Regions from separate parts of the Sus scrofa genome. Here region 2 is linked to region 1. Evidence: chromatin contacts called from public Hi-C data. All regions are on one chromosome and are shown on one strand. The core of a region is the stretch at or near the end of the contact, and the rest is flanking DNA. Distances in the headings are between cores, read along the strand shown.

What was found. A called contact is a pair of places that touch in the nucleus more often than the background predicts.
Region 2: a Hi-C map of epiblast stem cells shows a contact between it and region 1, with 2.7 times the contacts expected there. The contact joins the promoter of SLC5A5 here to the enhancer-like site in region 1. A contact is called at or near these places in 4 of 47 Hi-C or Micro-C datasets (embryonic fibroblasts, epiblast stem cells, omental adipose tissue and 1 more).

Annotation. Positions count from the first base shown.
Region 1 is chr2:59,736,341-59,739,499 of Sscrofa11.1, forward strand. No RefSeq gene overlaps it. Among named protein-coding and RNA genes, the nearest start is that of IL12RB1, 30 kb to the left of the region's middle. Within about 2 kb of position 1,536, at least 29 of the 83 cell types and tissues checked have an H3K27ac peak or open chromatin away from gene starts, as enhancers often do. A contact at or near this core is called in epiblast stem cells, omental adipose tissue and subcutaneous adipose tissue, where this site is marked.
Region 2 is chr2:59,883,299-59,886,645 of Sscrofa11.1, forward strand. SLC5A5 (solute carrier family 5 member 5) reads right to left here and starts at 1,788. Exons shown (of 15, transcript NM_214410.1): 1 at 1,220-1,788; 2 at 304-369. The coding sequence starts at 1,576.

The DNA of each region.
Region 1 (3,159 bases), core at 286-2,785:
AGCCTGAAAATTAACTCATTTCATACACATTTACCAATCGCTGCCTTTGGGTGCCCTCAGGAGCACCCAATAGGAGGGAGACAAAACTGGATGATCACTCAGAATTCTGCGAAGTTAGGACTGGGAGGTGGGCATACGATGTCGAAGGGTAGGGGACTGGAAGAATGGACAGGCCCAGAGGGGGAGTGGGGCTGAGTCCCCTCATAGCAGGAGGCTTGGTTATCCCCCAGCCCCGCCCCTCCGCCCAAAGCTCAGGTAGGGACGTGGGGTTCTTCCCATGTCCTAACACACAACACCCCGCAGCAGGACCTCTGCCCCCCCAGATACACCCTGAATCCACGGGCTTCCTCTACCCGCCTCCCCCGACAGCCCTTCGTGCTTAAACGTGTTGTCTCGGATTCCTCCCGTGACCACCAGGTGGCAGCAGCGGCGCGTATCTCTCAGGCTCAGCCCGCCCAGCACCCTCCCACCTCCCAGGGAGTTTGCAAAACAGACTTTTCCGGTTTTAGATGAGGGCGGGGGATTAAAACCCAGAACCACGGAATTTTGTGGCGAAAGGCGATGAGAGTGAGGGATGTCTGGCAGGCAATAGGGCCGGAAGGCCCTTCCCCTTTGCGGGGGGGCGGCCCTCAGTTTCCCCATCTATGCATCTAGATGGGGAAACAAAAGACTTGGCCAGTGCCCCGGCTACAGTGGCTGCTCACTGTTCTGCGAGTGTTCCATCCCTTGGATTTGTCACCTCCCAGCTTTTGCTCAAGGCGTACCCTCCACCAGATAAGCCCTCCCTTGAGGATCAGCCCTCCTCATTCCTTAGGGCTGGGTGCCAGCCTGAGAAGGAGGCTTGGACAGTGGCAGGGCCCAAAGTAGACAGGAAGGAGGGAAAGGTGGATCAGTAGCCTTATAAGAAACACCAGAATTACCTGACCCCCAGGGGCCTAGAGCCACCCACCTCAAGTCCAGAATCCATCCCCACCCCGTCCCGCCCCTCCCCCACCAAACACATACACAGTGGAACCTCCAGAGAACCCGTGCTGATTGTCCCAGTCTTGGGCCCACCAGTAGCACAGGACCCAGTTGGGTGGCCATGGGAGTCAGCAAACCTACCCTCAGGCACAATCCCCTGGGTCCAAGGAGTAGTTCAATATTTGTGGAGCACCACTAGAAACACGATGAAATGAATGGGGAAAGTGGACACCTTGCTTCTACAGGTGGTGGGGAGTGGGGGCCGGGAGGCTGAGCCTGCCTGGGAGAGAAAGTTTCAGAGAGGACAGCAGCACAGATAATCCTAGTTCCTGGATCCAGCCATACCTGAAGCCCCTTAACCCTGTTTCTCTTTTTCTGAAGCATGCAGAAATTCCGGGCCAGAGATTAAACCTGTGACATAACCTGAGCCACAGCAGTGACAATGCTGGATTCTTAACCCACTGAACCAAGGAACTCCCCTAATTCTTTTTTTGTTAAAACCACTCTTGGGTTCTGTTTCTGCTGCTAGAAGATGACTCATAAGAAGTTCCTCTCTAGGCCTCTACTTGTACCCATCTGTATAATAGGAAGTTCCTCTCTGGGTCTCTACTTGTATCCATCTGTATAAGGCTCTTAGCAGAGCCCTGGCCCAGTGTTTATTGAGCACATACTGTATATTCATTATTCTGGGGCTCCTCTGAGGGTTGATCCCTCAGTTTCCCTAGGAGCTCCAACAACCAAGACTGGTAAGACCCACTTTCACAGCTTCATTCCTTCACTGATTCAGGAAATCAGTGTTGAGCACCTACTGTATACCAATTCCTGGCCTGCACAGGTCAGAATTGGTCTAGTCACCAGAGGCTCCTGGTTGGGTAGGGAAGGCAGATGCTAATCTAATCCTCACAAAGATAGTTAGAATAAACCTGGGAGGGTGAAAGTATAAGGAACAAGAGTGAGGCAGAGTTTTGTGGTGCTAGGGCCAAGATGGTGAAGAGAGGCCAGAACAGCAAGAGCAAAGGGCCTGTGGCAGATGTGGTTGGTGGGGAGTCCATGAGGCAGAGATAGAGGTCACAGCCCTCTGGAGCCTGGGGACATGAGTTTTAGTTGTAGCTTGGTGGGGGTAGGGGTGGAGGTTCTGGAGCTGGAGCGTTAGAGATCTGATCTGGGAGTTATTCAAAGATGCTTCCTACTCTTGTTTCAGCCCAAAACAGGTGAGTCAACCTGGTTGGCCTCAGTGTTCTATTCTGCAAAATGGGTACCTTTTACCATTCTCCAGAGCCCTTGCCCCCCTCTTCACCTCCTCTCCTCTGTCTCTTTCTCTCTTTCTTCTATTTAGTTAGTTAGTTAGTTAGTTTTGGCCATAACTGAGTCATGTAGAAATTCCTGGGCCAGGAATCAAACCCATGCCGCGGCAGTGACAAGGCGGGATCCTTAACCCGCTGAGCCACCAGGGAACTCCTGTCTCTTCCTCTCTTGGTCTGACTCTCCCTTTCACCGTGGTTTCCTTCAGGAGTCAGGACGCATGTCTCCCAAAGGGGGACAGGTTGCCTCAGTTTACCTCCCCAGATACCTGTTTCTTCAGTCTCTCCAGCAGCCTATGGTTGGAGAGATGTTGTCTCTGCCTCTTCCTTTGAACCAGGATGGGGCTGGGGTCTCAGGGCCCTCTGGGGACCAAGGCTGCAGGAAATGACATGGAATAGCCCTGAGCCCTGGCCTGGCCTCTCACCCTTCACTGCCTCAGACGCCAGGCCCTTGGCCATAGCAATGCAGGTTCCAGACCACATCTGAGACCTATGCTTCAGCTCACGGCAACATCCGATCTTTAACCCAATGAGGCAGGCCAGGGATCGAGCCCTCATTCTCATGAATACAAGTTAGGTTCTTAACTCACTGAGTCACAACGAGAACTCCCTCTTCACCCTTTTAAAGTGAACAGTTCAGTGGCATTTAGTACCTACACAATGTTGTGTAACCATCATTACTTTCTAGTTTGAGCATCTCCACTACCTCAAAAGAGACTCGTCCCCATGAGCAGTCACTCCCCCTCCTCCCTCCCCCATCCTCTGACAACACTGATCTACTGTCTCTATGATTTGCCTGTTCTGGACATTTCATATAAATGGGATTATGTAACATGTGGCCTTTTGTGGCCTTTTGTGAAAAAACTCAGCATGAAGCTCCTGAGATTCATCCACA
Region 2 (3,347 bases), core at 538-3,037, 150 kb after region 1:
GTAAAAAGGGCTTTAGGAGATACGGGTGGAGGGTAGTTGGGGTGTGTGACTGGGAACCGATGGGCGCGACCGCGTAGGGTCGGGGCAGGGTCAGGTGGGGCGTGTGAGAGAAGCCGGCGGGCCAAACGGGTAGATGGGTCTTCCAGGGGCGGGGCCAGAGGACCGGGGGCGGGGACTGGGCTGGGCCTTGCAGGATAGGGGCGGGCCCCACCAGGCGAGGTTGTAAGGGCTGTGGGCGGACCCGACCCAGACTGCACAAAGTTGGACCCTGGCGGGGGAGAGGGCGGGACCGAGGCCACTCACTGTAGCCACCAGGTACTGCAGGGTCCCGCAGAGCCGCACAGCGCGGCTGAAGCGCAGCTCCAGGTACTGCAAGAGGGAACCGAGGGCTTGTGGTCACGCGGACAGGTCCTACCCAAGAGGAGCCGGAGGCCTCTGGGGTCCTTCACCCGCCCCCTTGGTTTCTGCGCTGTCCACCCTCTAACCCGCAGGGTTTCCAGCCAAGTGCACACACTCCGACCTATCTGCACACACTTGTACACAAGCGCCATCCCCGCGCCTGTGCCCAGGAGGACTGAGCCATCAAAAGTGCACACATCGGCCCCGCCCACCCCCACTCAAGTCTGGTCGGCCCCCGCCACCGGCTGCTGCGGCTCGGAGTCAACTTTGGCAAGATAACAGTCAGTGCCTGCGGCCAACTGTGATGGGTGGCCTACCGTATACTGGTCAGTATTGTAATCACTTTGCCCACTGCCCTGGAGGGAAGTCCTGAAATCAGGCCACTTAGACTTTTAGGGAACCCGAGCTGGGAGGCAAAGTCTTGCGGGAGGTAGGAGGAAGCGGGGAAGTTGGGGTTGGAACCCGGAGCGGGCCGCCGGGCGAGCAGTCGGGTGTACGCAAGCCCACGCATGTGGAGAGCAGGGGTGCTCCTGTCCACACGTGAGCGCGCCCCTGGCCGGGCTGGCCCCTCCCTGAGCGGGTTTTCACCAAAGAAAACCAGGACGCCACCAGCTCCTCTTCCTCCTTCCGGCCCCTGGCCCCACTGCCTCAGGCTTCTTCCCAGAACCCTCCCTACTGGTCCGCCTGGTGGCTACCCTATGAAGACGCCGAGGAGCCCGCCTGCGGCTCCCTGCACAGCAATTCAAAGCTCAGGGCCTCCCCCTCCGCATCCCTTTATTCCCCACCAGGCAGGTCCTGCCTCAGGGTCTCTGCCCCGTACCTGGTAAGTGCTGGTGAGGCCCAGGCGGTAGAAAACTGGGAGGAAGAGTAGGGCAGTGAGCAGCGAGTTGAGCAGCTGTCCCAGGCACATCCAGAGGAACTTGAGGCCATAGCGGTAGGCCTCCGCTGGCACGCCTAGCACCTGTACCGCCGACATGAAGCTGGCGGACAGCGAGAGGCCGACGGGCACGGCCGTCAGGCGCCGGCCCCCGGTGAAGAAGTCCTCGGCGCTGCGCTGCCCACCCCGCGCCAGCCCAACCCACAGCCCGATGCCAGTGGACACCAGCAGCATGAGGGCGAAGACTCCGTAGTCCCAGGCTCCGAACGTGGCCCGCGCGCCTCCCTCGACGGTCGCCATGAGGGCCGGGTGCGGGGACAAGGCGCGTCCTGAGCCTTTCCAGCCACCTCGAGCTCCCGGGCTGAGGGAAGTTGGCAGCGGCCCAGAAGGCAGGACTGCGAGGAGGTGGGAGGATGCTCGGCCTCCGATGCGACACTGCGCGCCGGTTCCCCTTCGTCCCCTGCGGGCCGAGGTTCCCCGGGCAAGGAATCTGTGGATCCTCGACTGCCTCCCTGACTTTCCTCTCGGTCTTTGGCGTCTGTCTCTGCCGTCTGTCTGTCCGTCCACCTGGCCTCCACTTGGTCCGGCTGCCCCGTGCAGCTGCGTGTCCACTTCCCAGCCCTCTGTCTGTCCTCTCCCTGGGAGCCGCGCTCAGCTCTGACTGCTGGAGGTCTTGGCGGGGCTTAAACGCGCAGCTGGCTGCAGGGCTGCGGATTTATTGGGCTCCGGGTCGACGAAACTCCGCCCCCGCGTGTGGGGGCGGGAAGGACCCGCACCCTTTCCCTTCTGGACTGGGCCAGAGAGGCTGGGACAGGACACTTGGGTGGCTGCTGGGGGTGGGGGTGATGGATGCCCCCCTTGCTTCGCGTGGCCCTTTCCCCTGGCCATAAGCTTTTAAAGTCTCCCTGTGACAAGTGGGGAAACTGAGACTCAGAGTTGGCATGTCACTTACCCAGCACTACACAGCATTCAAATCCCCACTGTGCTTTTGTATCTTGACCTACAGGGGAGCTCGCTCACCCACGGGACTGGGGTTTACTTTCAAGGTTGCAGCGTCCCCAAAAGGAAACCTGCACTGCTTCAACCCCTCCCCCGACTGGCACCTTGACCCACTCCCTTTCTAGCAGGAGAACATCACCAAACGCTGTCCTTAGGTTAAGCTTAGTGGGAGGTAGTGGGGTTCTGAGCACATATATATCTGAAGTAGTCTTTGCTTCTTTCTGGGCCTCAATTCCCCATCTGTAAGTGGGGCTAACATATAGCCCTTGCCTCGGAGGAATAAATTCAACCCGCATAACACAGCCTGGCACAGAGTAAGTACCTCATTCATTCATTTCTTCCCTCATTTGTTGGTTCCTTCACCAAATATGCATTGAGAACCTACGCTGTGCCAGGCATTAAGTGTATGATGGAGGTCATGGAGGGGCTGTCACTGGCCATGAACTTGAATATATGGAGAGACATGAAAACCTGGGGAAGTAGTGTCTGGTCGGCCCCTAATGTTACAAATGAAGAGATCTGAGGTACAGGGGAAGGGAAAGTCCTTTGTGTGGGGTCATGCCATCAAGAAATGCAACACTGTCATCTTGGGACCCTTCGCTACTGGACCCTGAGGGACTTGGGCCTCCAGAGGCTCTGAGCTCTGAGTTCGAATCCTATCTCGCCCTGTGAATGCTGGGTTCTCTCCTCTATGAGCCGGGAGGGATCTAAGAATTCCTTGGGTTGAAGTTAGGGCTCCCTAACCGTCCCCAGCCTCTGACGCCCCCTGGTGGCCCCCTCTGGCAGACACGCACCTCCCAAGCTGGGTGCATCCTCCCCCCCAGGCATCCTCAGGAGTCACCGGGGACTGTCTCCTCTCTCCAACTCGTGGCACAGTGCAGGGCCAGCCAGATCCTTCCTGGAGCTGCGATAGCACGCCTCCACATGAGAATCTGCTGCTCACTGGCATGCATCTCCTGCCAGGAGGGTGGGGAGAACTTGGGAGTTTTTCCTCCTTCTAGTTCCCTGCTGCATCCTCCAGGAAAACGTGATGAGAAAGGGGAAATCCGGGTGGATTCCCTCAAAGCTGCGC